Regions from separate parts of the Mus musculus genome. Here region 1 is linked to region 2. The links are chromatin contacts, called in public Hi-C maps. All regions are on one chromosome and are shown on one strand. The core of a region is the stretch at or near the end of the contact, and the rest is flanking DNA. Distances in the headings are between cores, read along the strand shown. Region 1 holds the start of 1700105P06Rik (RIKEN cDNA 1700105P06 gene). Region 2 holds the start of Nrxn2 (neurexin II).

The links. Hi-C and Micro-C count contacts between places; a contact is called where the count stands out from the background.
Region 1: a Hi-C map of B cells shows a contact between it and region 2, with 5 read pairs. A contact is called at or near these places in 2 of 39 promoter capture datasets (pre-B cells and stem cell-derived epiblast-like cells) and 1 of 484 Hi-C or Micro-C datasets (B cells).

The regions. Positions count from the first base shown.
Region 1 is chr19:7,381,517-7,386,043 of GRCm38.p6, forward strand. It overlaps 1700105P06Rik (RIKEN cDNA 1700105P06 gene), which reads left to right and starts at 1,487. Exons shown (of 1, transcript NR_045703.1): 1 at 1,487-2,045. It overlaps Spindoc (spindlin interactor and repressor of chromatin binding), which reads right to left and starts at 1,510. Exons shown (of 6, transcript NM_001033139.3): 1 at 1,156-1,510. The coding sequence starts at 1,285.
Region 2 is chr19:6,417,292-6,421,912 of GRCm38.p6, forward strand. It overlaps Nrxn2 (neurexin II), which reads left to right and starts at 1,465. Exons shown (of 23, transcript NM_001205234.2): 1 at 1,465-1,681. Gm14965 (a long non-coding RNA gene) reads right to left here and starts at 1,471. Exons shown (of 3, transcript XR_879495.2): 1 at 1,200-1,471; 2 at 186-369.

The DNA of each region.
Region 1 (4,527 bases), core at 237-2,736, 960 kb after region 2:
ACTGGATGCACACTTAAGAGCAGGGTTTCACTTACCCTGGTCCCTACTGTTTACCATTCTCAGCTCTGCCTGAAGCTATATGCTTGGCATATAGCTGCCCACTAAAGCTGAAGAATGAACCTCTGTAGATGTCTACTTCCCTCTCACAGTGATGAAGCCATCTTGGTTAAGCACTCTATAAACCAGCACAAGTAAAAAATAACCTGTGTGATGCACCAAACAGTGAGAGGAATGTGCCCCACCCCCCAATTTCCTAACCTTCCCTCCCATCTCCAAAAATGAGTTAAAGAAACACAATGACCAATTTGGTTCTCAATCTATTCTGGGTACTGTCATGCTTAAGGGAAACAGGTATTCCACCCTAAGGAAATATTTGCATTTTTCATGACTAATTATCTTCCACAAAGGTAGCTCTTTGTTTTCTCCTTTGGACCAGAGAGGCTGGGGAAGGAGGACGGGAAGGGAGAGCAATGTATTCCCAGATTGTCCCTCAAACACCTCCTTTGGTGACTAATCTCCATGTAGATGACATGGCTTGTTACCCACCCCCAAGCAAGTCCCGCTTTTCTCAAACGGGGTGCTACTAGCAATTCCATTCAAATGCCGGGTTTTAGACTTGACACCTGTGGCTCCTGAAACAGAAGGCCTAGAGGATTGAGGACGGGTGGAGGCTTCTACTTACTGGGTTATTTCCCCTCTCTGGAGGTCGCCAGCCGCGCCAGCCTTCACCTCCGTTATCACTACGGGGGACTAGCCTGGGGCCTAGAGGCCTGGTCGCCCCTCGGCCTAAGAAACAGACCGGAACCGGGAGACAACAGCCGGGCACAAACCACTGTACTGGGAATCCGGCCTCTACTCTGGGCCCGAGGGGGCGCAGGGAACCGGAAGACCTGAACCGCTCCTTCGGTGTGGATGGAAGTCTCTAGACCCTGAGCGGGGGAGGGGCGGCGGAGGAAGGGGGGCTCCGAGAGGCCTGGGATTCCAAACCCGGTGGGGGAGGAGCGAGGGCGCCGTAGCCGCGGACCGGACAGGGAAGGGCCCTCTGGGGCTGCAGATGCCGGCCCAGGGAAGCGCCTGGGGACCGGGAACCGGGGACCGGGACCTGGAGATCTAGTCCCGGACCACCAAGCGGAAGTGAGGTGTCCCCCCCCTCACCTCGGAGCATCGGCTCGGGCCGCGGGATCACGGCCACCACCACGGCCTCGTCGTCATCATCCCCTTCCTCACACTTGAGCGTCACCTCGAAGCAATCCAGAGCCGCGGCGCCCTTGGCTTTCAGGGCCATGGCGAGGCGAAGAAGGGCGACCGGATAGCCGAGGACGTTCGCACAGACCTCGGCGCACCGCCTGTGGCGGCCGCCTCCTGCCCCGGACCACCCCGGGCCCGCGGCTCGCCTAGCTCACCCGCCGCTCGCCCGGCCGCCCCGCCAGCCACGGGCTTCAACGCGTCACGACCCCGGGCGGGGAGGGTTCGATCCGGGGCCCCCAACCCCGCCGCTCCCTTTTATGGAGGCTCATTGTCAGCGTCCGTCCGGCAGTCCCGCCTCCAGACCAGGCTGGCCAATCACGTGAGGACACGCCCCCTAGCCCCGCCCCAGCCACAGGTCTGGGCCAGAACCCTGTGCAGCGCGTTTGTCTCTGGCCGGTTTGCTCGGCGGCGAAGCCTGGAGTTTTCCTGGGAGCGGCGCCGGCAGCCTTGGAGACCCGGTAGGGCATCCCCACCAATGGCTGGAGGAAAGGGCTGCTCGGCATCTTACTTCTTGGCTTTCCCCTGACTAGCTGCCTGCCTGGGAGGCAACACAGACGAGAAAAGACCGGTGGGGATGTGTGAAGGATACATAGGCTCAGAAGTGTGGAGACATCTCTTCTAATTTCTTTGGGCCTCGTTCCTTTCTACTAGCACATACGCTTTAGGGAAAGAAAAATCACTTTGGATCCTCCTAAACAAAGATTCTAGAAGATGAAGAGGACAAGAGTGGCGTGTGGGCGTGTGTAAACCGCTTCCGATGGATATAATTTACGTTAAAAACAAAACAAAACAAAAAACGTGAGTCCAGAGAGTGTGGCCTTTTCCCAGGACACAGCAAATCCCCTGAGAGCCTCCAAGACCGGGATCCGGTTGCTATGGCGCTGCTGCCTGGCATTCGTGCCTGAGTGAAGACTGTCACAATGGGCACTTACACTTCTGCATAACATCCCCTCCCCACACACATACACACACCAGACACGCTAGATTTCAGCTGAGAAACGGCAAAAATGTCTGGCACTCAAAATTCTGATTTTAAGTGCTACCAACAGTAATTATCAGCCCAGAAACAGTAATTGTGGATGATGTAGGAGGCTAGGGGACAGAAGAGAAACAGTTCACTTACCGTATATTGTGTGTGTGTGTGTGTGTGTGTGTGTGTGTGTGTGTGTGTGTGTTTGTGTGTGCGCGCGCGCCCTGGGCATACCCACCCCCCCCCCATCCACTGCATAACCAGCTTTTATTTTGTTGAGATAAGGACTCACTTTCATGTCAGTCTGACCTGGAATCTGTGTAACCCTGCTTGCCCCAAACCTTTTCCTCCTCCCTCCATTCCCCTGGCACAAGGATTAAAGGTCTGAGCTGACACCACATACAGCAGCCACAATAGAAAGAACTGAGGAAATTTCTATTACTTTGAAATGTACCCAGTACTAAAAAGATACTCCAAATCAAGCAATTTCCTAGGCCTGGATAGTTCTTACCTAAAGGCTGTTCTTTGCTTTTTGCCCAATGCCTCTGGGTAGGTAGTCTGTTCTGTTTTTGCAGTGGGCTGGCTACAGGACTCAAGCTTCCGGGAGATTGTGACTAAGGCCTGAAAGGCAAGAAAAAGAAAAGCCTGTTATTTCCCTCCCTCTGTCCCTCCTGAGTTCTAACTCCTCCTGAGCAGGTGAGGCTGTGTCTCCAGTGTCTTTGTGAGTCCTTGGTTTGTGTCACTTCCCTGTTGGGCTTCCAGCCCTTCTGTCACCCTGTCACTTGGGTCACCCTGTGGTTCCTATTTCTTGTTTGATTCCAAAGCGATGGGTAGCCCTAGTATTGCACCAGATTCTTATTTAATTATATATATTTGTTTTCTTATGGGTTGTGCACCAGAGTACTTGTCTGAAGGCTAGAGCAACAGCTTCGGGGAGCTGGTTCTCGTCTTTGTGTGGGCTCTGGGGATTGTACACTGGTTTGTCACTAGCCCTCTACCATATACTTAATAGACTAGTTCTTTGGCCATCACGAGTGTAAGTGACAATTTTGGAATTTTAGTTTCTTTGGGAAAATAAAACACAAAAATATAAGAATACTCCAGGCAGTGGTGGCCCACGCCTTTGATCCCAGCACTAGGGAGGCAGAGGCAGGCAGATTTCTGAGTTCAAGGCCAGCCTGGTCTACAGAATGAGTTCCAGGACAGCCAGGACTACACAGAGAATCTCTCTCATATATATATATATATAATTTTAATCCCAGGTGTGGGATATGGGGCTGCTTCGATTTGTCCACAGCAGCTGACTATGGTTTGCCTCATGCTCTAGCAGGGGTGTGATTTTGTCAGCTGCAAATAGTTTCTGCATTTATGTGACATTTGGAATTCTGAGGATTTCTGAGAGGGTATATAAATGGTAGGGTGGAATTTGTGGTGATAGTGGTGGAGGAGGTGGTGTATAGTTGGGGAGTTGTCAGTTGGTTTTTGGTCAGTTTAAGTAGTCCCACACAAAGAAGAAACGAGAAATTAGATATCCCGGTGGCAAAGATCAAACTTGCCCCAAGGAACCTGACACCCCTAATCAGCAGGAAGTAGTCTAATGATAGCATCATCCCTTTCTAACCTCCCACTTTATTCAGGGTCTCTTTCCTTTCCTTGATATCCTTTTCTCTCCTCTGTTGGCCTTCTTGCTCAAATAGAAAGGCATCCTGGGACTCAAAAGCCCAAGAACAGGGAAGCCCAGGAACCTCACAGCAGCTCCCAGAGGAGGGAATCCCCAGCTAAGCTAAGGAGCCTCAGTCCTGTTCCATTTCACTTCTCATTGCTTCTTGGCTTCTTTCTATGAGTCACAACAGGTAGCAAATTCCATAATAAGAGATTTATTGGGAGGATCAAGGGTGTGGAGGGCCCAGGGGTGGCTGCCTCTGCTACTGGGAGTGAACAGCAAGGAACTGACACAGGTTCTTACTGGGCAGAGCTTTCTAGTTAGATATTTCCAGGTGAGGATTGGTAGGATTTTTAAATCCTGAATTTGGGAAGCTCAGGGATTGTGGGTTTTGTTCAGACTTTTCAAAATACAAAATAATTGTATTTTGAGTAAACTAGTTATTTAGAATTTGTTTCACTTAAGGCGAGTGCACCACTTATGAAATCATGGCTTTAAAAAAAGATCTATTTATTTATTTGTTTATGTATGTGAGTGTACTGTTGCTGTCTACAGACACACCAGAAGAGGGCATCAGATCTCGTTACAGATGGTTGTGAGCCAGAGCAGTCAGTGCTCTTAACCACTGAGCCATTTCTCTAGTCCC
Region 2 (4,621 bases), core at 215-2,714:
ACATTCATTAACTCAGGAATTGACTGCTCTGCAAAGTACCTACCGACGACCAGGGAGACTCCATGGGCAGGTCCCCTGTGAGTCACTTGGGTGTGTGTTTGCCCTTGAGTGTGCAGGTACCTGTGTATGCACAAGTATGCAGGTTATGGATCGAGTGTGTCCCCCCACCCCCCGTGGTGACTTACCATGGTGGGGCATCTCTGCAGTGTCCCTTTGTGTTTCTTGGAAACGCTGGGCACACATGAATAGGTGTGCATGGCTGTGTGCCCCCATGTGTATCTGCATACATTAGTGGTTGGACGTGTGTTCTTGCATATTGCCTCTGGCTAAGGAAATGCCAACTGCTACCAGCTGTGCAGATCACAGGCCCTGTAACAGAAATCAGGGGCCTGGAGAGAACTGGCAAAATGGTCTGCCACACACCCACGGCCACACCCACGCCGGCACACTGTCTCATTGAGAAGCCTTGTGTCCAACTTAGGTAATGGTATACACACCTAGGCGCTGGATCTACCTTTTCTCGGTGGAGTAAATGAAGAGGGGTGTTCCTTCCTCACACTCTGACACAAACACGGCGATGCAGACATTCTTACTGCAGAAGACTTGCACGCCAGGACCACACTCTGAAACTCACAGCTAAGGGTAGGAGCTCGAAGGGAAGATTCTACTAGATTTGTATTCAGTAACAGGGAGTGGGTAGCTTCCACCCCACCACTAGCCTTTTCCTACCCCAGAAAAGCCTTCCACAGGGGTGGAAAGCTGGTTCCAAACTCTGGGATTCCCATGAGTCTGGGCTGGGAAACCCCACTGTCTCTAGCTTAGAATCTTGCCAACCTCCAAGCTTCGTCCTTATCTCAGAAAAGCCCCTAGCTCTTCAGTTCCGGAGGCTTCCAGCTAGAGGATACAGAGACAGTGATTGGTAGGGTCTCTGCGAGCGACTGGAAAAGCCACTAGCAGTCCTGGGGTGGGAGAGGCTTCCTTGGCTCCGGGTAGCCCAGGCCAGCCCCCCCAGACTCAGCCAGCAGAGGGCGCTGTGGCCAAGGCCCTGCTCGGGTCCTGCTCTCTCGGTGCCTCAAGTCGGGGTTCAGTCCTCTCCTTTGGTTTGTCCCAGCCCTGGGCACTATCTTCGGGACCCGCCGGCAGGGGCGGGTGGGTGTGGGATCCAACAACCCAACCAAAGGTAGAAGGGGCTAGGGTACCTGGATTCCCAAGACCCCGAGCCTGGGGAGAGCACCTGCTGGGTTAAGAGGCCTGGACGTCCGGGCAAAGGTCCAGAGAGGTGGGAAAGGGCTCGGATGCCCTGGGGCCGGGACGCCTGGGTCCTCGCGGAGGAGGGAGGCGGGTCATGGAGCCGCGGGACTGGCGGCTTCTGCATCTTCGCATTGGCTGTGCCACTCGTCCGTCAGTGTTGCGTGGCCCAATGCGTGTGCTTGGGGGGCGGGTCCTGGTGCTGATGCTGCCGTCAGTCGGTGTTGCAGGGATGCGGCGGCGGGAGCAGCCGCCCTGACTCTCAGAGCATCCTCCTCGGAGCGGCACCGCGGCGGGGCGGGCGGGGACGCGGCGGGGACCAGGAGGCGCGAGGCAGCCGATATCGCTGGCCCAGGATCTGTTACCTGCCGTAGACCCAGCGGTCTCTAGGCTCGGATCCCTACCCTTCAGCTCCTGGCGCCCCCAAAACCAGGTATGGGGGGGGGGCTGCGGCGGAGACGGGTGGGGGGCGGGAGCCAATCGGGGGAGGGGAGCGGGTCGGAGGGGGCGGCGGATGCAGAAAGGACGGATTGGGGGGCGGGGGCGCCGAGCAGAGAGGGCTGGCTGGGTGACAGCGAGGAGGCGAAGCCGCTGGGGGAGGTTGGGGGACTCCCTGTGGAAGGGGCATTGGCCCTGAGCTGGGGCGAATGCAAGGTGGTGAGGGAGGGTCGATGGGGGAAGGGGGTCTGAAGGAGGGGCATCCATAGGGCTGTGAGAAGGGCTCTGAAATAGGGGTGGGGGGAGGTCCCAGTCTATGCTGGTCCTGGCAGCTGGAAGCAGTGATGGACCAGAGAAGCTGCGAGCTGTTGTGGTCTGAAGGGTCTGCAGGGGAGAAACACTGGTCTTAGTGGGAGAGGAGGCAGGCTGGAGAGAGGTTTGGGAAGTGGAGAGGGAGGTCTGGGGGCAACCACTGAAGAAAAGACTACTGGGGGATGGGAGCCAAGGGGAGAGGAGGTTATCAGGAGGGAGCAGAGGGGAAGATGCCAGGATGCTCTAGGCATAGATGAGTCTGTGACGGGGAAGAGCTGGACAAGATGGGGGGCCTGAGGGAGAGGAGAGAAGCTTGCTGGGGAGAGCTGGGGGGTGACAGAGAGGGAAACCGGTCGAAGGAGGCTCTGCTTGGCTGAGAATATACTTGAGGGCAGCGGTGGGGCTCTGGTCACAGAGTACTGGAAGGGTAGAGGAGTCTTCTGAGCCCTGGGCTTATCCCTCCACCTCAAAGAGGTGGGAACCATTTCTCATGCTCCAGCCTTCTCCCCCAGAGGGAGGAGCAGTCTGCCTGGGTTCTTTGGGATGGGGGTATGACCACAAGGACCCTGGGTGGGCTCCTGGAGGTGAAATTGGATTTGTGGGGGTTATTGGGCTGTTCCAGTTGCCTTTGCCGTCACCCCCTCTTGAGGCATCCAGGGCCTTAATGAACCGGCAGGGATGGGAGGGGTAGTTCCTTGGTGCTCCACAGCGAAAGGGTGCCCAGCTCCACAGTGCTCAAGAAAATCTGAGGGGGTGGGTCTTGGGTCTCCAGCCCCCTTGACTACTTCCGGCTTTCAAACACCCTCGTTCTTTGCACATATTGTGGGTGGGTGGGGTAGACAAGGACCTTCTAGTCATTCCTGCCCCTCCCTCTCGTCCACCTTCTCAGTGTCTGGGCGTTCCTTCTGGGGGAGAGCTTTACATCCTCTGTCTTCTGCTAGAAAAAGAGAGAGAAGGGAGCAGGAAGGAAAAAGAGAGGAGGGGAGGTCGGCTAGTCAGTTAACTACATGGAGGGCCTCCGGCTTTGTAGGTGCTTCAGCTACTCAGGTCCCAGCTTGCTACCCCAAACCTGGGGATGGCTCAGGGATGGATATGTCAGAGCCAGAGCAACTTTCGTCTGTAGCCTCAGGGAGTAGGGTCTGTGTCTGGGAGGCCCCTTACCTTTGCTAAGGGAAGTGTGCTCAGACTCTGTCCATCCTCAGCAGCACAGGGGTGGGCGGGACCGATCAGCTGGCAGTGCCTGCTGAGAAGCTGCTCCTTGGCTGAATCCACATGACAGCTGCTCCTGAGAGGAAGGGACAGGGCTCTAGAATAGCCACCGGGGACCTCCGTGTCTCTCCAGGCTCCGTCTTTTCTGTTCTGTTCTGTCTACCCTTGCCAGTGACACAGACATCCCGACACTGATCCACACACTTGGTGGCACTCGCCCAGACACACACCTACACAAGGCGCACACACCTGCGTATACAATACAACTCCTTGGCAGCAAACCGCCCACGCTCCCCGCCCAGAGACACTGCCACCTCCTGCCTGCCTCAGGGACCTCCTCCAGGAGCCCTACTTGAGCACACAGCACGCATAGAACCCCTGAGTGCCCCCGGGTCTCCTGACAAAGCACTGCCTGACAGTCCTTCCCCTCAGAGATGCACAGCATCTGCCACTGTTCATGAACTCAGGCCCACCTGCCCTCCTGGCATGCACTGCTTCCTCTCCTGGGCACACACGCCCACGCCTACACATTTTCCCAGACACAGCAACCCCTGCCTGCCATATCACACGCACTGCATGCCAGTCTGGGTCTTAAGCATTGTGCTCCGGGTCTATAGGTGTGTGCACTAGGGCACAAGGTGGGCACATCCTCTTTGCCTTGACCCAAACCCGTGACTCCCACCTAAGTTCCTTCTCTGTCACACTCCTGTCACTAATGGACTTCCAGAAAGCTCTTAAACCTACTCCTACCTGATGGTGACCACAGTCACTGCAGGCCAGCTTTGGCCTGCCTTCTGCAGAACCTGCCGTTCGGCCCCAGCATTTGTCCTCCACACAAGGCTCTCTCTGCCTGCCCGACACTGGAGACATAATGTCCGTCCCTTCAATTCAAGCTCCCGCTCAGCCCCCACGGGGACTCCCAGAAGTGTGTCCTCACACACCACCCACCCCTTGTGGTTCCATCTGTTGGTGTAGTTCTGTCCTGGCTGCTTCCACACTGATAGGCCTGTGCACTCGCCGAGATTCATTCAGTAATGCAGACCTCCCTGTCGTTTTCTGACACTGACACTGTTCAGTGTGGGTGGAGGAGGGCGAGGCTTCAAGGCCTGCGCTTTGCCAACCAGTGATCCTCGTTTCCCTTATCTGTAAAAGGGGTATGTTTCCATCTGCATGACTGAGACATGTCTCAGGGATTGGTTGAGAGGATTTTGACGACTATAATCATAGTAGCCACAGTTGTATTTAGTAGGCACCTAATGTGTTCCTGACGGTGAACTTTTCAATCTGGTGTATTTTTCAGGCCCTTGGAAAGCTCCTAGTCAGCAATAGGTGTTCAAATAGGTTTTACATCCATTTATTCCTTTTAGTGTGTATGTGCATCATGGTACCTATGCAGGGGTCAGAGGATAGCCTG